Regions from separate parts of the Mus musculus genome. Here region 1 is linked to region 2. The links are chromatin contacts, called in public HiChIP or PLAC-seq maps. All regions are on one chromosome and are shown on one strand. Each heading gives the region's core, a stretch centred on a gene start, on an enhancer-like site or on the middle of the called end of the contact. The rest is flanking DNA. Distances are from core to core; before and after follow the strand shown.

Region 1 (4,331 bases), core at 994-3,493, 820 kb before region 2:
TCATAATGAAGCTCATTACTTTGTATGATAATTGAAAAAAAGCAAAAACCACTGGAGCTGGAGAGGTGAGCAGTGCTTCCTGCTCTTGCAGATGACCTGAGTTCATGTCCTCGTACCTATATCAGCCAGTTCACAACCGCCTGTGACTCTAGCACCAGAGGCTCTAAAACCCTTTTCTGACCCCACAGGCACATGTACTCATATGCACATACACACTCACAGACGCAAACACACACATGCACATAATTAAAATGAAAATAAATATTAAAAACAAAAACATAAAAATTATAAAATATTTACAAATTTAAGGCTATGGGAATATCTATTGTACAATACGAAGAACCTTCCCACTATATTGCTATGTTTGTATTTCATGATTAAATGGTTTATAAAGTGGGTAGGTAGGCATTGTAGAGTCACATTTTTTTTTATGTGTAGATAATATTGGTTTGTAGGGTCTTAATTTGTATTTGGAAATGGGTGTCATCACTGTTAGAGCTGTGGTGTTGGGAAAGATGCTTTATGATGCCTGGGCACAGTTCTTTTCTCTCCACAACAGGAATATCTAAAGCATACTCCCCTACATTCCTGTATACATAAACCTCACTGGTAGGGGTGTGTCTGAAGCACACCCAGCAAGTAGAGTGCAGCAGCTACCATTATCATTCTCTTTCGCCCATTAGCAATCTCTAGGAGTTGTGATCCTGAGAAAACCAAGCATATTTTGTAAACATAGAGTTAAATAGCTCAAAGCTAGGATAGGATCAATACCAAGAGTAGATATTTGCCAGTAGCGTGAACATCTATGAATCTTATTAGAAAAACTATTTATTTATTATTTACTAATGCATGCTTTACTTATTTATTTATTTTAGTGTTGAGGACTGAAGCTATAGTATCACACATGCTAAGCAAGTGTCCTACCACTGAGCTATATCCGTAGTCCAAGTCTGTTCTTGACCATCTATTATTTCTTTTGCTTCTATAAATTTAGTAATATATGCCAATATAGAGTTAAATTGTTTCCTTTTATACTCATACCCATCATCATTCATTGAAAAAAAACTGAATCTAGTTCTTCTCTTTTTCAATAATTTCTTTAGGTTCTCTATTGCCTCAGTTAACAGACCCTGGGAATTGTTGACTAATTATGCTAAAACTTTACTCAAGTTGTTGGAGTACACGTTCAAGGTAATATTTGTGGTAGTCTTCTTGATGGAAAGAAAATAAATATCTCTCTATAAAGATGCTTCTGTGTTGCCTTCAAGGAAGAATGGGTTTTCTACCCCTGAATGGTAACATGGAATTCTTTTGTATCTTAGAGAATTCAGAGGAAATAACTAGGTCAAAGTTATTAAATTGGACTGAACTCTCTATAATTACAGCTGCCCTCAAGTCTAGGAAATTGAAATAAATTAACACAGATGTTTTCTCCCATGACTAAGAACCCAATGGTAGGATGGCCAACCTGCTCAAGATGGGAATTAAACCTTACCTGAAGTCTTCTCTTTCATAACGACAAATTCTTCTACGGGGTGCTTAGCTTTTCCAGTATCTGCTACAAGAAATGAGAATTTATTTGTTTGGTGACATAGATAGTTTTAGAATTACCCTTTAATTAGTAAGAAATTGCTTCTAGCTAATCATTGTCTTTCTGCCCTGTATCAAGAGATTCCAACAATAGTCATTCTATCTCACAGTGCCAATCATTTCTTCCCTTGAGACTTTCAGATATTCAAGATACTATGTGTGCTGCTTCCTTCCTACTGATATAACTTTGAAGTTTATAGCTATAAGAATGGTAATTTTGACTCACTGATATACTACAGGGCCTGTTTTTGCAAAGCATCAGTTGATAGATCCATATATATATATATATATATATATATATATATATATATATATGCGCATGCACGTGTGCGTGTGTGTGTGTGTGTGTGTGTGTGTGTGTATAGTCTCATATAGAGCCATTTCTTCAGTGCTCCCTTGGTACCAACTTTCTACAGTTAGATTCCCTGGGAAACAGACCATGAAATAGATAAGCACAGTGTATCTTTTGACTTATATATATGAAAATCTGAGCTGCAGAATGTTTGCAGCAGAGATCTTAACAATCCCACAGGAAGTGTTGATATTTGGACTTTCCCTGTACTAAAGAAAAAGAACCAGGAATATGAACCCCCACTTATTAGTCACTGCCTCTAGGCTGCCTAAGGAAAGAGAATGACCACCCTCCTCCACACACCCAGAGTAGGAAGCAGCATTCTCAGAGAGTGACTCAGTGTGAGCCCTTGGGGACCAACCAGCACTCTGGAAAGTCAGGGAAAGGAGTAACAATATTGAAGGAATCTTCAAGTGACCCAACTCAGTCATGCCAGGTATCTTTGCAGGAACTCTGGAAGACAGGTTGGTAGAGGCTGACACTAACTTCTCAGGGTTCAGAAAGTGTCCATTCTCAGGGATTGTCACTTATTTATGCTTCTTTCAAAACCAGAGGAATTTATTCAGAAGACAGTCTCACTTGCCTTTGAAAATATTGCATGTTTAAAAATTATCAGGTTGTGGTCTCTCAGTGCACTGTTTGCTGTGGTTATTCTCAGGTATCACTGAGGCAAACACTGGCTGATGCTACGTGTTGTTTCAGTTTTGAATTGAAGAGACTTTGCATGTATACTCGAGTAGTCTATAATAAGAGTACTGCTGATTTCCAAACATCAGAATTGGATGCTTGAATTCTTCATTAGGAACTTGTATTAACTATCTTATAGCGAATCTGGTGTCTTTACTGAAAATTTTAAAGGAAGTCTTGCTATTAGGCACTTTGAAGTAACGTCCTTTGGGATTTACTCTAAAAGCATCCCGTAATTTAGGAAAATGATGAAATTGCCACTTTGTGTAGTGACACTAATTTAAATTTTAGTAATGAGCGGCACACCCAGTTTTGCTTGAGTGCTTTAAAGCATAAATATTTGGCTTTCATCCAAGAATTAGAATCAGCTGAACTTCCTCTGTGTGAGGAGAATTGCAGTGGATCTAATAGTCTAAAGCAGAAGCCAGGAGTGGACAATGTAATTATGCAAGCCTTTAAGATCTGTGCTATGCAACATTCATTAAAATTTAAAATTCTTACTTTTAATACAGAACAGGCTGCATCCAGAGTTACACACTGCGTGGTAAGTGGAGCAGTAGGAAGCCATGTCCAGAGCCAAGTGCAGAAGCCCGGGGTGGTAGTTAAGTGAATGTACGGTTTTCTTTCAAATCTTCGTTTAGGATAGCTCATTGCCCTAATTTCATTTTTGTTGTTGTGATTAAAATGCCCTGACAAAAATTTTAGAGGACAAAAGGTTTATTGGGCATAAAATTCCAAGTTACAGTCCATCACTGCAGAGAAATCAAGGCAGGAGCCTAAGGCACAGAGTCATATCACATTCAAGAGTATGGGGAGAATCAATGCATGTTAAGTCTGGTGCTTAGCTAGGATTGGCTACTTTTACACATTCAAGATTTCCTGCTCAGGCAGGGGTGCTGTGCACAGTGGTTAGATCTGCCTAAATCAATTAACCATCAAGACAACAACTCACAGACTTGCCCATAGGACATCCTGACTTAGACAGTCCTCAGAGAGTCTCTACCAGGGGATTCTTGGTTATGTGAAGTTGGTGAGTAGACTAACCATCATAGTCCTACAGGCCTATTCCTGTTTGGTCATGTTAGTGTCTGTCTATGTAATGATTCTTCTTTTAGAAAGACAAAATAACCAGTAGCTTCCCTAAACATGTGATACTGTGGGGGTCTCCAATTTTTTGTTACTATAACCAAACAATTCAAGTAGTTAAGTTTATAAAGAGAAAAGATCTGTTTTGGCTTACAACTTAGGGCTATTTTAGACTATGTCAGCTGTCCCTCTGGCTTTGTTTCTGTCTATGAGAAGGTACTTTGTGTGAGGAGGACAAAAAGAAACACAGGGGATAAAGACAGAGGAAGGATTATGCACATCTCTACAGAGAATGCAGCGGTGGGAGTGGGGAGCCAATGGGGCTGCCCTCTCAGAGGGGAAAAGGGAAGGGGAAGAAACTCTACAAAAAGGGGAGACCAGGAGGGAGGCAGCATTTACAATGTAAATGAATAGATGAATGAATAAATAACTAAGTAAATAAATTATTTTTAAAAAGAGAGATGAAGGAATTCATAATTGCATTCAAGACTACATGGCCGAATAACCATCTACTACATATCACTCAAGGAAGCCAACCTGTAACACATGGGGACAGCCACAGCACAGTATTCTGTGCTCTCACAATGGTCATCCCTGTGACTTTGTCACATCGCAC
Region 2 (4,323 bases), core at 696-3,195:
CTTGAGAATCGTTTCTGTGGGAACGTGGAGTTGTGTGAGAATTCCGAGCGCCTGTAAGAAAACTCCAGAACAAGTCTCATGACCCATTTCCTCGAAATACACGATCGTTCTTGGAATGTTTTACGCCACTCCCAGGTGTAAGCAGATAGGTAAGAGTGAGTTTGCTTCTGATTGCTCAAAATTGTTTGCTGCGGTTATTCAAATGTTTATGCCTCTATGGAAAAATGTGGTTTTGCCCCATGTAGCTTGTCTTTGGGATTGTACACAGCCTGAACTCATGAGAACTTTACTCAGGTTACTGCGCTTAACCCTCAGAGTATAAATTGTCTGATGCTCTAAAGAAAGTTTGTCCAGTGTGTGAGACTTTAGTCTGCCCCACTTATCTGCCCGTTTCTCCCAGGTCCCACCGCCTCTAGAGCAGTGAGAGTTTCAAACAAAATAAGCAATGTTTGCCTTTCACTCACCAGTCAACAATTTGTGTGTGTGTGTGTGTGTGTGAGAGAGAGAGAGAGAGAGAGAGAGAGAGAGAGAGAGAGAGAGAGGAGAGAAGGAGAGATGTACACTGGCATTCATGCTATCCATTTGTGGCATATCAGTGAGCTGTGGTGTATACACACACACACACACACACACACACACACACACACACGCATGCACACATGCAGAGTCCAGAAGAGGGAGGGAGTCAGATCATCTGCGCTGGAGTTACCACTCTAGGTGGGCACTAGAGACTGAATATCGGTAGGTCCCTTGGAAGTGCAGCTAGCACTCTCGCCCACTGGGCAACCTCTACAGTCCCTAATCCATAATTCTTTAATGGATACTGATGGCATGCTTGGCTCTTTGAGGACTCTCGAGATGAACACCCCCACCCCGGATCCCACACTGTAGGAATGTGACTGAAGTGATTGGAACTCAACAGAATGAACAGCCTCATGAAAGGCTCGAGTGTCGAGTGTTGTGTAGGAATGGTCAGGCATGCTCAGCTGATCTTCCCAACAATTTACCAGAAGGTGTGAAAGCAAGCAAGCAAGGTCAGCTCATATAGAACCTGTCTGTGGTTAAGTGAGACACAAGCACAGGCTACTCCGGTCCCAGAGCCTGTAACTTGATCAAACCCTAAGATTCACACAGAGAAAGTGGACAGGCAGGTCTCCAGAGGGAGAAGTTTCAGCTCAACCTTTCTGTAACCTGAGCACCTGCAGTCAGTTGTGTTGGCTACTAGTGGGGACGTTCACTTTTAAATTATGTGTAAGGGTGTTTGTCTGCATATGTCCATGCACCATGTGTGGTCCTGGTGGGCATGGAGGCCAGAAAAGGGCATTGGTTGCCCTAGAACTGGAGTTTCAGACAGTTGTGAAGCACCACGTGAGTGCTGGGAATCGCGAAGCCAGGTCCTCTGAAAGAGCAACAAGGTGCCTTAACTGCAGAGCCATCTGTCTAGCTTAACATAGACTTAGCATAGCTCCCCTCTGCTGAGGAATGAGCCCAAAAGCTTACTACAGTTTCTCAGGTCCACTTAGAACTTTAACCAATCAGATCTTTGGGTAGGATATTTGGCCCTGATCTCTCCAGTGACAACTGCTTGTTCCGTTTGCCCATCCTGCTGTGTCCATTCCATTTTCTGGGGAACATTTCACCACATGGTTCCCATAAGTTTAAAGATAATGTTGGGGTGTGTGTGTGTGTGTGTATGTGTGTGTTCCTGGAGGCCAGAAGAGGGCATGAGACCCCTGAGACAGGAGTTACAGGTGGATGTGAGCCACCCAATGTGGGTGCAGGGAATGGACCTCAGGTCCTATGCAGAAACAGTGGCCTCCCCAGCTAAGAGCAGGGATATTTAGTCTTTAGCTACTGAACTGTCTTCTAGCCCCGCTCCCATAGATGTAAACCATAGTCTCCCCTCCCCTTTCCTCCAAGAACATGAGTAATATAGACATTCCATTCCGCAATCACAATGATTGTTCAAGGGGTATGAGTCACCTCTCCCTACACCAGTCAGTCTCCTCTTCCTGGTGTTAAAGAAGACAATCTTCACCGCAGGTATCGAATAAGAGAGGTGTGAGTTCAGGACCCCACTTCACCTCTTTCCCAATACAAAGAGTTGACAGTGAATAAACACACATCTGACAACTGCACTGAGCCCTGGACCTCACACCCGGACTCAGTTCACACCTCATCTTTCCAGTTCCATCTGGGAAGTGCCTTCTTCCCACACAATGGGTGAGGTGGGTTTCTTCCCCTACCATCCCACTGGAGCAGATAACAAATGCACACTGGGAAGCCCTTTGCCTGTGGACCTTTGCTTAGCCTTAGTGTCAGTTTTGAAGGCGCAAAACCAGCCAGCTTGGTTCTTAAACCAGTTTCCAGACAAATGCCAGCCTCGGCTGTTTCCCGTTTCCCCGAGGTGCTCAACGACCCCAGGAGGCCACACGCTGCAAAAGCAACAGCTTAGGGGAGGTTAGAGAGGCAGCCACTTGATATTGAACTTTCTACCTAGACAAGTCTGGGGAGAAATGATTTTCTGAGCAAGCTAATGATTCAAGGTAAACGGAGCGTGACAAGGACTGCCTCCAGGATGCTGTCTGTGGGAGACAGACATGGACCGAGACACTCTAAAGTGATTAGCGCTGAGTGATTTGTCCTGCAGTTGTGGTATTGAGCCAGTGCTTAGACAGGATTTGTTCCGGGCATTTCTTATCAAAATCTCCTGACCCATCTGTGCTCCTGCGGTGAGCTTTGCAGAGCTGAAATCCTGAGGTCCCTTCTCCTTGCTCCTCTGTAGTTATGCAAAGCAGTGTACTTTGTTCTGCCAATTCCAGGTCTCCTCAGGCACCCCTTAATGTCATTTAACTGTAGATGAGGTTATCATAAACTAGCACCCACTCCTGGAAACGAGCCATCTACTGATGAATTGTTCTCTTTATTGTGGGGAGAATGTTAGATGTAACCAACTAGAGGACTCCAATAAACGTGCCCATGAGCTGAGTTCATCTGAAGAGGTCTGAAACACAGGACCATGGGCCTACTTAGAAAACAGCACACCAGCAGCCCTGCCTACTGGCTCTGCCAAAGAAATGTGATTTGTATTCTTCCTTTCTTTCTTTGGCTGCTTTTTTAGACTTACTTATTTTCTCTACATGATTTTTACCTGCAGTTTTGTGTGTGCCTGAAGAAGTCAGAAGGTGCTGGATACCTGGCACTCAGGGTCAAGAGTTCCAGATGGTTTTTAGCCACCAAGTCCTCTAGAAGAGTCCTCATAATCTCCAAACCATCTCTCTAGTCTGAAATGGGACTTTATTTTTTTATAATGTACACTGGTGTTTTGCCTGCATATATGTCTGTGTGAGGGTGTCAGGTCCCCTGGAACTGGGGTTACAGACAGTTGTGAGCTGCCATGTGAGTGCTGGGATCCTCTGGAAGAATAGCCAGTGCTCTTAACTGCTAAGCCATCTCTCTAGCCTCCTGAAATCTGACTTCTATTCAAAGAGAACGGAAAGGTTCTCTTCCCTGAAAGATAAGCCACATTGAATATCAGAGAAAATCTGAATCATCACCAAGAGTTTCTGCAGTGACCACAGGTCTTCCAAATACTGACATCATAATAAGTGACTCTGAATTCTGTGCAGATAAACGTAGGGACTTCTGACAGTGTCGTATGACGAGTCTGTTTCCAGTATGGGCTTGAGGGAGTAGCTGTATCAGAAGTCCATTTAGAGGGGCTACAGGGCTGCTCAGCTGGTAAAAGGTTTGCTGTACAAGCACAAAAAGGTAAGGTTGATCCCTAGAACCCACCACCAGATGTGGTGATATGGCCTGGAAATCCCAGTGCTGAGAGGTGAAGACTAGAAGGTCCCTGATGTTCAGCGGCTCTGGTCTCCAGATGTGCACGCTCCTCTGGACTTCTTCAGACTAGAACCCATGCTTCTAAGAGCTATTCATAGTGGACAAGAGAAGGCTTGTCTAGGTGTTTGAAACTCATAATTAAGCAGCAAGGACACAGATGCACATCAGGGAGAGACCCAAGACCAGGCGCAGCCAGAGCTGTTTGCACATACACACCCCAGACCCAGACCACCAGCTGTGCATTCTCGAGAAGCAACAGAAGTAAAGGGAAAAAGTGCCAAGCTGTCTCAGAAGAGAAGTCCTGGTCAGAGCTTCCTCGTTTAGAATGAGGGCTGGAGCAACGACTAGCAGTTAGGAACACATGCTACTCTTGCAAAGTACCCAGGTTCAGTTCCCAGCGTCCATGCTGGGCAGTTCCCAACTGCACGCAGCTCAAGCTCCAGAGGGCTCTGATGCCCGTGGCCTCTGTGGGCACCT

The links. HiChIP or PLAC-seq counts read pairs in DNA pulled down with a chosen protein or histone mark.
Region 1: a FOXA1 HiChIP or PLAC-seq map of pancreatic cancer cells shows a contact between it and region 2. The contact joins two enhancer-like sites. A contact is called at or near these places in 8 of 115 datasets of contacts at active chromatin or transcription factors (acute myeloid leukemia, craniofacial prominence, embryonic basal ganglia and 5 more).

What each region holds. Positions count from the first base shown.
Region 1 is chr9:73,950,448-73,954,778 of GRCm38.p6, reverse strand. All of the region lies in intron 1 of Unc13c (unc-13 homolog C), which reads left to right. Among named protein-coding and RNA genes, the nearest start is that of Unc13c, 16 kb to the left of the region's middle. Within about 2 kb of position 2,243, at least 24 of the 459 cell types and tissues checked have an H3K27ac peak or open chromatin away from gene starts, as enhancers often do. A contact at or near this core is called in pancreatic cancer cells, where this site is marked.
Region 2 is chr9:73,128,358-73,132,680 of GRCm38.p6, reverse strand. No RefSeq gene overlaps it. Among named protein-coding and RNA genes, the nearest start is that of Rsl24d1, 17 kb to the right of the region's middle. Within about 2 kb of position 1,945, at least 31 of the 459 cell types and tissues checked have an H3K27ac peak or open chromatin away from gene starts, as enhancers often do. A contact at or near this core is called in pancreatic cancer cells, where this site is marked.